Regions from separate parts of the Arachis hypogaea genome. Here region 2 is linked to region 1. The links are chromatin contacts, called in public Hi-C maps. All regions are on one chromosome and are shown on one strand. Each heading gives the region's core, a stretch centred on a gene start, on an enhancer-like site or on the middle of the called end of the contact. The rest is flanking DNA. Distances are from core to core; before and after follow the strand shown.

Evidence for each region. Hi-C and Micro-C count contacts between places; a contact is called where the count stands out from the background.
Region 2: a contact with region 1 is called in a Hi-C map of leaf, with 3 times the contacts expected there. The contact joins the promoter of LOC112738365 here to the promoter of LOC112738363 in region 1. A contact is called at or near these places in 2 of 8 Hi-C or Micro-C datasets (leaf and an unstated tissue).

Annotation. Positions count from the first base shown.
Region 1 is chr13:52,135,530-52,142,963 of arahy.Tifrunner.gnm2.J5K5, reverse strand. It overlaps LOC112738363 (mitogen-activated protein kinase kinase 6), which reads right to left and starts at 1,599. Exons shown (of 9, transcript XM_025788788.3): 1 at 1,355-1,599; 2 at 175-287. The coding sequence starts at 254.
Region 2 is chr13:52,374,818-52,382,539 of arahy.Tifrunner.gnm2.J5K5, reverse strand. It overlaps LOC112738365 (protein TIFY 10A), which reads right to left and starts at 5,389. Exons shown (of 5, transcript XM_025788790.3): 1 at 4,732-5,389; 2 at 4,096-4,273; 3 at 3,305-3,624; 4 at 3,140-3,197; 5 at 2,299-2,753. The coding sequence starts at 4,897. The coding sequence ends at 2,648.

The DNA.
Region 1 (7,434 bases), core at 350-2,849:
GAATTGTTGTCAAACTAACCCACGTGCTAAACTAGTATATTTTGGTAGCTAGCAACAACAAAGCATAAAGAGTGACATAAAGCTAACGACGGCAACTTTACATGCGAATTTAAGTGGTGAAGCTAAGAAGACATGGGTGAGTGTTAATAGAGAAGATAGAGAGAATATAATTACAGGAATGAAGTGATGGGTGTTTCTTGAGCAGGAACAGCAAGCTTGAGCTGCTTCAATGGTGTTTTGGTCTTCATCTTCATTTGTTTCTTCGTTATTTCAGTGTCAAAGAAATGCTGAATTGATTCAACAATTTGAGCGCACAGAAAGAGGAAGAGAAAGTGTTAGAAACAGAAGGGAAAAAACAAAGGTGGGGATACTTTTGGTATATTAGATTTATAGTGAGCATAACTTTGGTATATCATTAATTCAAATGAGGATGACCGCCAATATAATTTATGCGTTATTTTATAGGGAATTGGATGGCATGGTCTTTAATTAAATAGTTTATCAAAGATAAACTGTAAGTCATTCAATTGACATACGTTATGTAACCATTTAAGTCATTCAAAGGCCAACACTAAAACATATTCCCAAGTTCCTCCAACTTCTCAATTATTATGCTTCCCTTCATACTCGGCTGAAAGCTCATAACAATCTTGAGCCTATTAAGCATCAAATTGTTGAAACTATAAGCCACAACATTCCTATATGTACTGGAAGTGAAAATAACCAAAAAAAAAAAAAAATCACCTTACAAAACAAAGCAGAATTTGTAGTTCCTTTTTGAGTCAGTGAGAATCATTAAGTATGTAACATGTTTGAGAATACCTGTGCATATTAAAAATTCTCCACCCTTTTCTAGAATCAAAAGATAAAAAAATTAACAGGAAAGAAAAAAATGGTGCAGATTTTGTACATCATATGAAACTGGAACTGAATTTATTTACTTAAGAGTTTGTATTTACTTGGAGCTCCAAAACACATATCAAAAAGAGTAGAGGCCTTTGGTAGTAGATTACTGTTTCTGTTCCATTCAAATTGCTAGAATTGAAGAAAATTACGAGTAAATGAGGCTGAAACATTAAGGTACTGCTATGATAGTGTGACACAGCAAAAATCTACAGAGTGATTCAAAAACTGTATAGTCAAAAGTGAACATTTTCTCAAATCCAGGGGACACAATGATATACAGATCAAAAGGGAAATGTTCAAACACCAACAAGGACTAATGTTTCCATGAAATTTGAAATAGGGTCTGAGAAATCAGTTAAAATTGAACGAACACAGCACCAGAAAATCAACTAATTAATCAAGCAAATTAACAAGTCAACACAACACAGCAAAGAGAGGACTCACCTACCAGAATTTCGGTGACAACGGCGAGCAGAACGGCGACGAGGGAGAGAAGCAGTACGGCGACCACGGACGGTGGCAAGCAGAATTGTGGTGAGTAGATCGGAAGGAGCTAGGGTTTGAGGTGTGTCATAGTGCAGAGCATGTGTGACTGTGTTTAGAATTTAGACTAGAGTATAGAGTTTAGACCGTTGAGACTGAGTGAGACAGTAAGGAACACTTTACTAAGCTAGCCAGCTTAGCTTTTCCTTCAATTAAGTTGGCGCCCGCCGATTATTTAAACTAGTCTTTTTCTTTTTATTTATCTATTATATATCCGAAAAAGTATTAATTTTACGATCAAAATATATTACATGTGTTGAATTTGGAAAACTGAAATAATGAGTAAATATTATTAAAATATTATTAATTGTTTAAATTGCTTCCAATGGTTTGTTTGATATTTTTGTTAGTGTGCAGGAAACAAATTAGTTTTTAATATTGGGCTAAGATGTAATTAAACCCAATTTAATTATTGAATGGCCAGCCTTACACAAAATTTATTTCATAAATAGTGGTTAATATTAAAAAAAAAAAAGATCCAAAGAGGCTCAAGTAATGAGAGCACAGTTTGGTTACTAAACAAGTTTAGCCCAATAATAATTATTCACTTCAAGTGGCTAAACAATTAAAAGGCAAAAAAAAAGAAGGAAATGGTCCAAACCCTTAGTAACTCGTTCGGTAGTCACAAACCAAAGAAAATTTAAATTGCCAAAGTTATCATTCTTGGTTATTGAAAGTAAAAATCCAATTGAGTTTAATTTCATTAAAAACATGCTTTAGTAACTACACCGTTGATAATCGCAACTCCAAATTCAATTCAATTTAATTTGTATTGATGACTTCCAATGAAAGCTGTTCTCTCTTCTCTCTCCTCTCTTTTGCTTTCGGTCACATCTTTCATTAAAAAAAAAAGAAAGAAGAAAATTAAAACCAAAGCCTATGAAGAAAGACTAAGAAAGATTGTTTCCACAAAAGGAAAGATTTGAAGAAAGACTTAAAGATTTGTTGCCAAGGAAAGAATGAAATGCCTCGATTCATGAAGCAAATCTATCTTGAAGGCACAGCAAAGATTTATTTCCATTTTTGTGAAGAAGATAGCCTCTGAGTCTCAGGTAGGGAAGAAACAAAAATGGGAAGCTTGAAGCCAGCCTGGGTCAGACGCTCATCAACGTTCATAATCAATTCTTGGGGTCAAAGTCAAGATCAATGGCCAAGATTGAAGAAAATGGATGAAAAAGGTTGAGAGAGGTACATGCATGTAGTTTCGGTTTTTCCTCTCTCTTCCTTTTGTTCAAACCGTGACTTAACCTATGTTGGAAAAGAAGTTGCTGGGTTGGTTGAACCGGTTTCAACCTTGGGAGCTTCCCCTTCTATAATAAGGGTGAACGGCCAAGGGTTGAGATCAAGGAGTGAGAGCACACGTTTGGGTTCCCATAGTTCTTTGAGTTGTTTATTCTTCTCCTTCATGGCTTTCATTGAATATTTCTTTTTCTCAGTGAGTCTGTCTGTATTTCATTGGTAAAAGGCAAAATGTGAGGTTTTGTAAGAAAAAGCCAATGAGTGGAAAAATGCAGAGAGTTAAAGAAAAATCCATATTTATCTCAGAAATTCTTTGTATGTATTTTTGTTTTGTTGTCATGATCTTGAGGGAATTCCCTTACAAGTTGGGTTAGCACTTTGCGGTTGAAAGCCAGGTTTGAGTTCTAGTCAAGTTCAGGTTGGGTTAGAATCTGGACTTATTCCCTTGTAAGTTGGGTTGACACTTTGCAGTTGAAAGCTTGGTTTAAGTCCAAGTCAAGTTCAGATTGGGAATAGAATCTGGATTTGTCCCAGATAGGAATGGGTAGTTCCTAAGGAGAAATTAGTGTTTGTAATATTAAAAAAGAGATAGTGAAATTCTATTATTGTTGTGATGGAGATTGGATATAGGCCACATTGCACCTAATGGCTGAACCAGGATATATCTGCTGTTAATTCTTCTTCTCTACTCCTTTCTCTGTTTTTGTTAATCAGGAGATGAAAACAAAAGTGTCTCTCAAGGCACGAGACAAAACAAAAGTGTCTCTTAACTCGACACGAGACAAAAGCAGAAATATCTCCTAAAGTTTGGTTGAAAAATCAGAGATTGAGATTCAGCAAAAAAGGGGGCTAAGATTCAACCCCCCTTCTCTTAGCCACTGATTACCATCAATTGGTATCAGAGCTTGGTCTCAAAGAGATCAAGCTTCACAGCTTGGAGGAAAGATCCTGATGGTGAATAACATGAATTTTTACACAGTGGCTTATACTCTGACTGAAGGATAGTCCAACAACAGATATCCATTCTTCAAAAAAAAAAAAAAACAGCCGCTGATGGTGTTGTCACTCCTAAAATTGAAGCAGATTAGAACGAAGATGACAAGAAGGTAGAACTAAATGTCAAGGCTATTAACATGCTGAACTGTGCAACCAGCTTTGAGGAATACTTGAAGGTTTCAAGATGCAAAACAGCAAAGAAAACCTGGGATAAGATCCAAGTCACACATGAGGGCACCATACAAGTAAAAGAAACTAGAAGTGACATGCTGAGCAAAGAGTATGAGATATTCTCTATGAAGGAAGGAGAATCAATTGATGATATGTTCGAGAGATTCTTTATCATCATTAATAGCTTGGACGCTATAGGGATTATTCATTCCGAACGGATGCTAGTGAGAAAAATCTTGAGAAGTTTGACAAGAGAGTCGAAAACTAAGGATACTGTTATCTATGAAAGAAGTAACCTAAGTGAAATGACCTATAATGAGTTGAGAGAAAAGTTACTAGCATGTGAAATCACTCAAAAAAAATGATACAAAAAAAAAGGAGAGGAAAGAAGTGGCTCTTAAATCTTGCCCTGAATCATTGGATGATGAATGTAGTGACTGTTTATAAAATGACGAGTTTGTATGTTTTGCTAGAAAACTTAGAAGAACGATGAGACTCAAAGGAAGAAGCAGAGGTGGTAACTCAAAGGAACCAAAAAGGAAGGGACTTATGGCTTCTTGGAAGGATCTCAAGATTGAATCAGATGAGAAAGGAAACTCCGAAGATGAAGCCCGAATCTATTTCACGGCTGATGATGAAGATCAACAAGAAGAGGTAAATTTCTATGACTTATCTCTTGATGATTTGCATGTTATTATTGATGAGTTCACTCACCATTCTGAAAAATTGTTGAATAAATACAACAAATGTAAATATGAAAATGAAGTTTCGAAAGATGAAAATGAGTTTTTGAAAGAAAAGGTGAAGGAGACCAAATGTGCTTTTGATTTCATTGAAGAAAATAGATTTTTGAAATCTGAAATTGAAAAGTTCAAAGAAAAGCACATCATTAATCCTTCTTAAGAACTTATTGCTGAAAATAAAAGATTAAATAAAATGATCAAAAGTTTGAATAATGATTTAGCAAAATTTGTACATAGTTCTAGCAACTTGGACAAATTACTTGCTAATCAAAGACATTTTTTGAAAAAATCAGGTTTAGGGTATGTAACAAATATGATGCAATTTTTGAAAAATCACTTGCAAAATTTTCAGCATCATTTTCAAGAATAAAATCATCATTTGATAAATCTAGTCTTGAATGTTCATCTAACCTTGATGCTGATTTTGAAAAGTTAGATTTTGATAAAAAAAAATACATCTTATTTAAAGTCTGAACCTACTTCAAATAACTTTGGTTTGGGTTACATCTCTAACAATGAGGCCGCTTTTAAAAAATTTTTCTTTCACAAAAGAGCCTCACGTTCTAGAAACCCATATGTGTTAAGAAATTCTGGTTTAAGATTTTTTTCAAAGAGGAGGTACAAATGATAGAGATGGATCTTTCAAAAGAGATGCATCATTTTCAAATACCAGAAAATTCAGCATCATACCTTTAATCGTTTTCAGCAACATGCTCACACAAATCATTGTTTTAATTGCAATAAACCTGGTATCTTTTCTTTCCAATGCTTTATTAACAAAAGAAGAGTAGGAAACAAAACATACAAGGCTGTTTGTGATTTTAATGCACTTGGACAACCAAAAAAGATTAACTTCAAAGGATCCAAATTAGTTTGGATACCTAAAGTCACTTAAAAGATTTGTGCAGTTTTGTTTAAGCATCCAAGAAGAAAAAAGACATGTGATACTTGAATAGTGGATGCTCTAAGCACATGACCGAAAAATTCACTTTCTTCATTAAGCTTGATATATACGATGGAAGCTTTGTGACTTTCGGTAACAATGAAAAATTGTGGCCATAGGTAAGGTTGGTAAGAATTTCTCAACTTTCATTGATGTTGTATTTTGAGTTGATGGTTAAAACACAATCTTCTAACCATTAGCAAATTGTGTGATTTATGTTGTTTGGCTATTTTCAAGAAATTAAAATGCTTGGTTGTGTGTGAAAAATCTGGTGAAATTTTGTTTAAAGTTAAAAGATACAATAATATGTATGGACTAACCTTAGAAGAACTAAAAGAACAAAATGTAGCTTGTTTTACTTCCATGGAATCTAAGAAATGGTTACGCCATAAGAAATTAAAACATGCAAGACTGTTTTGAGTTTCTAAACTTGTGAAAAAGAATTTGGTTAGAGGTCTTCCTAAAATAAGATTTGACAAAAACATCACTTGTAATGCTTGTCAAGTGCATGTCACTTCTTTATTATAATTAAAATTATTTTTTTTTATAAAATTAAAGAGTTCTCTCTTCTTTTTCTCTCTCTATTTCTTTATCTCTTTGATTCTTTCATCTATTTTATCTCTCTTATATATCATTATTAATAATTAATTATAAATTTGATAATTAAAATATAGAACATAATATTTTCTATTTATAACTAAAATTAAATTAAAATTAAAATATTAAAACTAAAATATAGTTATATTTATTATTCTATTATATATTACTAATTTTACAACTAAATTGTGATACACGTCACTCTCTCGTTACAACTAAATCAAATCTTTTCTTCTAAAACTAAATAGTTCTCTTTTCACTTCTCTCTCTCTCTATTTCTCTATCCCTCTCATTCTTTCACCAATTATATCTCTCTTATACATCATTATTAATAACTAATTATAAATTTGACAATCAAAATATGTAACATAATATGTTTTAATTGTAATTAAAATTAAATTAAAAATGAAATATAACTATATTATATTAATAATTTAACAACTAAAATATGTCACATAACACTTTTTTATTAAAATTGAGAAAAAATATTTTCTTCCAAAATTAATAAATTCTCTTCCTATGCCAATGAGTTATAGCTCAGATGGCATAGTCTCTCCATACTCACTTAAGAGGTCGCAGGTTTGAGTCTCCTTATCTTCGATAAAAAAAACTCTCTTCCTATATTTTCTTATCCACCTCTCTCTCTCCTTCTCTATTTCTCTCTACTCTTTCCACTCTATACATAATTTATAATTTATATTTTATATTACTAACTTAATAAACCAAAATGTGTTACAAAATATTCTTTTAATACAATTAAAAAAAATAAAATATTTTCTTTTAAAATTAACAAACTTTCTCTCTCTTTCTTCTTTATCTTTCTTCCTCTTTTTTCTTTCTTTCTCTATTTCTATTTACCTTTTTATTTTATAAAAAATAAAATTAATAAAATAATATAATTCAAAAAATTATAAAATTATAAAAAACATTAAATTTATAATTAAATATAATTAAAAAATAATCCTATAATATTAGTCACATAAAATATTATTATTATATACATATTTTTTAATTTTTTTATTTAGTTTTAAATTTTCACCGATTATTTTTAAAATGTATATTTTTACTTTTCTTTCTTCAAATATTATTACATATAATTCGAATGTTGTAATTAATAATTTGAATCAAGATTCAATTATTTTAAAAAAATTATTTTAAGTTAATTTTATAAATATCAATATAAATTTTTTTATACTAATATCTAATTATATATATATATAGAGAGAGAAAGAGAAAATATTATTTTAAATAATAAATATTAAATTTAATTATTTTTATTTATGCAACAATTAATAT
Region 2 (7,722 bases), core at 4,140-6,639, 240 kb before region 1:
GTCCAAGTCAGCTTTTCGGTTGCGCCAGCTGGATAAAATTGGCCGGAAGGACGAGTCTGAGTTCCGGAGTGCAACTTCAGGAATGAATATGAGTAATTTTTAACTTCAAGGATCACTATGAGGCTCGACGGTAATTTCAGGGACCACTTTGAGACTTATCTCAATAGTGACTCAAAGACAAGTGTATTAAAGGCTTTCACATAGGAAGAAAAATGTCCAAAATTTTGATAAAAGAAACGATAACATTGCTTATTTGCTTGGGAAGCGTATTAGCTTCACAATATTTTAGATTGATTTTTGATGATTAACAAATTAAATATAATTCAATAATTTTAGTAATTGCTATTTAACGTTTTTTCAAGTTTGTATTACGCTAAGGATTTTTTTTTAAATAATATAAGCAAATTATGTAAAACATGAATCCGAATGTTAATGAACCTCATAAATCTTAGTTGACTAATAAAATTACCTCAGAAACAATATACATGTTCTATAAGTGAGAAAGCCTTAAAAGTATAAAAGCGTTAGAACATCAAGTAAAATATCAAATTGGGTAAAATACTAAATTGGTTCCTATATTTGAGGTAATCCTGTTTTAGTTCTTAAGGTTTAAAGTGTTCTATTTGAATTAAAAAAGTTTCATTTAGTTTCAATATAATCCCACGGTGAGGTTAAGATTAAATAATTAATAGAATGTTCTACATGATAGCAGTACAAGAACAAAGTCGATAATCTAGAGAACAAATACAAGCTCCAAAAACACAAAATCAACTGTAAATGCATCAATACATTCATTGGATGGATCCTTTTTGTAGATTCTTTGGATCTTCTTCTTCGACTCCCTCCATTGCTGTCCGTTACTATTACTTTACTGTCTTCTCTTTTTTTATTAGATGAATTTTAGTATGGTTAAGTTATGGTGGTGACTACGATGCTTATGCAAGTGTTGTTAAAATTAAAGTTATAGTTTTTTATATTTTAGTAATACTTTTTTCTTAGTTATACTTTTTAAAAAGTGTCGTTTAACAATAAAAAAATTATTTTAATTTTAGCAACACCTTTTAAAACACTTTTTTAATTACAGTCATACTAGCATGACCCTTTCTATTTCCGGTCACTTGTTTGTTTGTTTAATGAGTTTGGAAAAAAGCTGAGAGTCTATTTGTTTTCATGATTTGTTTTTCTTGTAGCCTGTAGGCGCTTAATTAAACTTGTGGTTTGCTCAATTGAGACACTTAAGGCATGATCTCTTTGTTTCTTACAATTACCACTATAAGTTTAATCTGCAAAATGGACTTTCTTTTATGTTGTGATAATATTACAACCTGTGAGTAATTTAATTGAAGTAATTTACTCGAAAGGGATCAAAAGAGATTTAAGCATAAATGGGTTGGGTTTAGACACAATTCATGTCAAGTGCATTTAGCTTATAGCAGTTTTGAAAGGAATGCGTACGTGCCATTCTTCTCAATTTGTAGCTTAGTATATATTCTTTCAAAATTTGAACGCATTCTCATTTATCTACTATTCAAAATTGCTTTCCCTTTCTTACTCAGCACCATGTCCAATTAATTGGGTTATAGATCGTAATAAGACCAAGTGTTTTCTTCATATTAGGAGACCTCAACTTAGAATAAATCAAAGACCTGTTGCTGAAGAATCTGGAGAAGTTAGTTGTGATAGGTGAAATAATTAATCTAGTTAGTTAAGTCAGTTCTGAGAAGTTAGTTAGATGGTATGACACCCTGGCACTGGTAGTTAGATAGTTGGTTAATTTAACTACTCTAGTTTAGTTGATATTAATTTCTTTCTTACAAATTTTGTTATTCTCTCACACAAATGTTTGTATGTAATTTTTAATCATCATTGCTATCTAAAATGTAACCATAGAAAAATTCCCACTGACGCTTGCTCAAGGGATTGCGTACGTTCTAGAATTTTGTTTTTCTTTCTTTCATAACTTAGTTACTTTCCACATGTTAATCTTGAACTTCTCTTCTCTTCATCTAGATGCATGTTTTCACCTTAATTAATGAAAATCGTTGAGGATTCAAGTTGCCTTTTTGGCTGCCACTAACAGTAGAAGTTCAGGTCAGTGTTTGACCTTCACGTAATAAGATACAATAACGTCGTTTAATCCATGTAAGTAACTCCTATTTTTGTTATTAATGTTATTGTTTGTGTTTTTTATTATTATTGTTATGTCCCTGTCCATTGCCATCTTTTTTGCCATCTTATGTCAACGCAAATAGAGCGAATGAAAGACAACTCAAACAAGAATAGAAGAAGCACTACAAATTAATAATAACAATATATATATGTATTTGAATTCAAAATGATTAAGGTAATACGAAGAAATTTAGAATCTTAACAATAATTAGAAGAACAGGTAACACGAAATGAATCATCTTAATCTTTCCTTAAAAACATCAACGGAGAAAAATTAAGATGATCCATTTTCACATCTAACAAAACTAAGGTATAGTTAGATCTATGATATAAGCCCCAACAACAGAGCCCAAAGCTAATTAATTGATGGACAGACAGAAAGGCTAACCCTATAGCCCAAAAAAGACTTTTAACAATGGGTACACAACCCCCAAAAAAAAGGCACAAAGTTTATAATACTATATATATATAGCTGCACTCATTCTTGAGATTTAGCACCCAACTCAAGCCATGACATGGATTCAGCTGGCTTGTTAGCGCTCCCAATGGGATTTGCTGCTTGATATGGACCCTTTGATGCAATTCTGCAAAAATCAAAGAACATAAAATTAAGTCAATTGGGTAAAATCAACTTGATTAAAAGGTCAAAGCTTTAATTATATGTGAATTGCAGCTTCAATTTGTGCAAGGGGAAAAATCAATTCAAAAAAACTAATTTCATTTCATTTTTGAAGTACCTAGTAATCAAGTTTGTTTGTTTCAGTCAAAGGATAAAAAGGAGATTTTCTTTGTTAGAGGAAACCAAATGAAACATGAACCAAAGAAGACCAAACATGTGAGAAGCCTTTTATCAATTAATTTGATTTGAGGATCACAGCTCTAAAAAAGGTTAAAACATACAAAACATTGAGAGACCAAGCAAAACACCAATCTTTAAAATTGTTGTTTATTTTTGGTTGAGAGTGCCTACCTATCCTTTCTCTTCTCCAGGAACCGATGAAGCGAAGCTTTTCTTGCAATTGGTAGATCTGCATCGAAAGGAAAATTTACGATCAGCAAAAACTTGATCCACAACAGCACAAAAGGTTTTCTTTTCAGCCAAGTTACAAATAGTAGATCCAAAAGAATAATTTACCACAAACAACAGGTCTGGACTGAGGTTTTGAGTGCTCATGGATCGAATTGCTACCGGAACTAGCAACGATATTCACGTTAGGAAAGGCTTGAACACTCGAATCAGCAGCAGATGTTCTGGCCAAATTAGGAGGAAATGAAGGCTGGCTCTGAGTGTAGGTGTAGACAGAGTTGTTCTGGCTTTGAGAGACTCCTTTCTTGGCAAAAGCCATGAGCTCGTTCGCCTTCTCAGCAGGACAATCATCCAACACAACAACTTGACCATTATAGAAGATTGTCAATTGTGCAGTTTTCAGGCCCTTGCTCACAGACTTAACTGCACTGCAAGTCATGAATAAATAATCACACATTAGCCTAACCAAAAATTTTAATACAATTGGATTAAAGGTTTTTGGTAATGACACCCGTTAAGGATTCGAGAACAGGAAAGTTTCTAACATAATTTAATGTATTAGTCATAGTTACATGAAATACGGGAGTGGGTACGCAATACACAGCACGCCATATGCATGCGGTACGTGTAAATTGGTACCCGGTACCCTACATAATTGGTGAATTCATGTAACTAGGTTATGGTATTAGTAACTTAACCTTTTATTTCTTCGATTCAATTTTTCCACCAGAACCCTTAAATTAAATTGCAATCAAAGTAGTTCCCAAATTGGGATTTAGATATGTGAAATTCAATTAGTGATTAAATCTGTAACAATTATGAATAGGTATGTTACACATAATAAGCTTTTTTCCATATCAATTATCAAATTGTTAAGGAATGGGAAGTAATAAACAAACCTGGAATTGATCAAGTTTGGAATTTCTTCAGAGGGAAGATTGGCACGATAAGCACCTTGTGGAGAGAGCAAATCCATGGCTGTGCCAGTGAGTGTGAGGCTTTTTGGTGCAACGTTGTTTTCTTTGGTAGGAAATAGGTTCATAGTTGTTGCAGACTGACACGATGTTTCAGGTGACCCTGCACAATTTCCAGATTCAGATAAATTCTTTTTCGAATTAAAAAAAAAAATCTTAACTTTGTAAGGACTAAGGAGAAATTTTTTGGATACTTAGGTAGCACACATAAATACCCCAAAAAATAAAATAAAATTAGAACAAAGAATTGCTTCCTTTCATGAAATTTGTCTTCTCCCTATTTCAAAATCAAGGGCAAAATTAATTAAGCCATGTGTTAGATCTGTGAGTTTGAGTTTGAAAAAGATTAATAAATCAATTTCCCATACAAGAAACTTTCAAACCCTTAAGAAAGGAATTAGTTTGTAACAAAAAAAACTTTCAATTTCTTTTTTTTTTTTCCCCTTTAAAGTACTAGCCAAAAAAATATATATATAACCCAAAACGACATAATTTAAGAGCATCTTAAATTTTCGAAAATAATAATAGTGATAATAATTGGGAGAATTTAATTATCCATACCACTTGGTTCGGTGTTGCATGTGATGCCGAGGGTAAGATCTCCAAAGTTGCCCTTTTCTTTGATGTATTGACTCAACAAACTGCAAGTCTGAGAGAAGCTCGATTTTTCCGGTGACCTCGCCGGCTTCTGGCCGGAAATTTCCGAGTATTCCGACGAACTAGACATAGTAGCAGTATTCAACCTTAAAAGCACCCAAATATATTTGGCCGTATAAAAAGTTGAAGCAGCGTTAACAAATCCCTAATCAACGGTTGGAGATATTGAAGAGGATTCTAACAAAGAAGGAACCGCTATTTGTGTTTAAAGTACTGATGATCTTCGTCGCCAAGGACTTGATATATAAATGAGAAAACAATTATGACCAATTTTCATTGGCCCAATAAAAAATAAATATATTTGGTGTTGGAGGTGGGAAATTGAAGCACGAGGAATATGTGAGTGTTTTCTTTTTCTTTTATAAAAAAATAAATGAATAAAAAAAGTAAGAGGTTGCTTTTCTTGCCGCTGTTCTCGACTGTATTGTTATGCTGTTTCATTTGGTCTCTCCAACCCCACTCTCGCATTACTTTAATTTAATCCATTATCATCATTATCTTTTATTTTTGTTTTTACTTTTTATATTTGTTTGGCTTAGTTTGCGTAATTTTATTTTCCACCACGTGTTGTTTCCGCGTCAGTTAAAATTAATGGAAACGGCCAACTGATCCGGATTCCGTAAGGGGGGGCCGCCTTACTTTCCTTCCCATTTTTGCCTTTGTTTCCTCGAATTAATTACGTAAATATCCAACTAATAAATCAATTTTTTTTAACTTACTAATTCAAAAATATTATTTATACACCAAAATCAACTATTAAAATCAGTTATTAATATATTTATGTATAAATATATATATAATTTAATTTATTTTCTAAATTTAAATTTAAATTTTTTATGACAAATAAATAAATTTAAATTCTAAATTTTTTTATGACAAATACGTAATTTGATTATTTTAATATTTGATTTTTCACTTTATTATTTTTTCCTTTTATTTTTTTTTCTCACCAAAATTTAAGTTTAATTATTCTATTTCATTTTATAGTTTTATTTAATTTTTAATTAATTCTTTGAAATTTAAATAATTTAATAACATTTCTGCCGTTTAAAAAATTGTTCAATTAAGACCGTATTTTTATCAATTATTAAAAGAAAAAATTAGCTAAAGTTTTTACCAATATTCTATATTCAATTACTCTCATGCTCCATACATTAGACCAAATATCAGGTATGAAATCTCACATTTCCCTCTTTAAGAAAAGGAAAATAATAAAATTAAATAACATAAATATATATAACATGTTTTCATTGTTTAAGAGTAAGATGTGAATTAAAATATCCACACTGTTGCACCAACATACTAACAATGTATTAGATAGTTGGAGTGATGACTATTCATAAAACATTTCATCTATTTACTGTTAATAATAAATTAGGTACTTGATCCTCACTTTTTATTCTCAATATCACCACGTTCTAAATTATTTTTAATTTCATCATAAATTCTTTTTATTGTTTCAGTTTTAACCTTACGTTTTTAGATCAATAGGACAGAGACAAATGTGGGGTGAAATTTTTTCATATTAATCATTTTAATAGAGGGTTGAAATTGAAAGTCTTTAGAAACATTTAACGTTTGAAATGTTTTAAATATTTAGACACAATTAAAAGTTTTTATAAACATGTTTTTCTTATTAAAGTTAAGAATTTCATTAAGTGAAATAAAAGTGTTTGGCTCCACCATAGACCACCGTTACATATGATTAAAGTGTTAGAATAAATCAGTTTTAATATCTCAGATCATCTATATTGAATCACCAAAAATATATATCATATTCGAATGTGGAAGCGTACTTGAATTCATAAACATAAATCATATGACCGGAAGAGTTTGGATCTTGTGATTCTTTCGATCTTCTTCAACCAAAGCCTTCTGTATTCCTAGGAGGCTGAATCGCAACTCTTTTGATAGGGAAAGAACAACAAAAGCGACTTTTGGTATATTGGGCTGAAGGTCTATTTATATTTGAGCATGGCACCCATTAAACCCTTAAGTCCAAATAAAATAGTATCTAAAGCCCAAAAGATAATATATCTAAAATCCAAAAAGATAATTATTTAAGGAACAAAAGATAATATCTGGTTTTATTCTCATTTAATTCCAAATCAAAAGTAATAATGACTTATTCAATTAGCATTTAAAACAATAAATGAGATCATCATTATATAAGTCATTTAATTTGAAATAGCATAATTTGTGATTATAATTAATATATGTATTACCCACAAATAAGTTAGGAAATCAAATAATTTTCTAACAATCTCCCACTTTGGCTATACATATATTATTTCTTGACATAATCACATCTTTATGAACTTTATGCGCGCATCTGAATGCTATTTCTCTCATTACTTTAACAATTTGGTCCGTCTCATACATTAGATATGGAACTACCGCAGCTTTTATCACATTAAATGCCGTGACTAAACCACGCCAATCACCATCCTAATATACTCAACGACATAGATCAAATTTGGATGAGTAATATGGAAATTACATGCCAAGTGATCTCATGCATGTCTATTTCCAGCTGGTCCAACTTTATTGAGATCAAACACAATACAAATATTGCAAAATAAACATTTCACATAACATGAAATAAACCATCAACTTAATTCTGCAGAAAAATAACTCAATATCTGTCATAGGACATATAGCATAAACTCCCACTAAACCAATGCATCACAAATATTGACACCCATCCGAGCAGTGTGCTCATGAAAAAACTTTAGGGGTCAATCCCTTGGTAATGGGTCTGCTAGCATATACTCTGTTCCTATATGTCCTATGGAAATCTGTTTTTCTTAAACTTTCTCCTTAACAACTAAGAACTTGATATCTGTATGCTTCGATTTTGTCAAGCTCTTACTGTTATTGGAGTATAGTACTGCT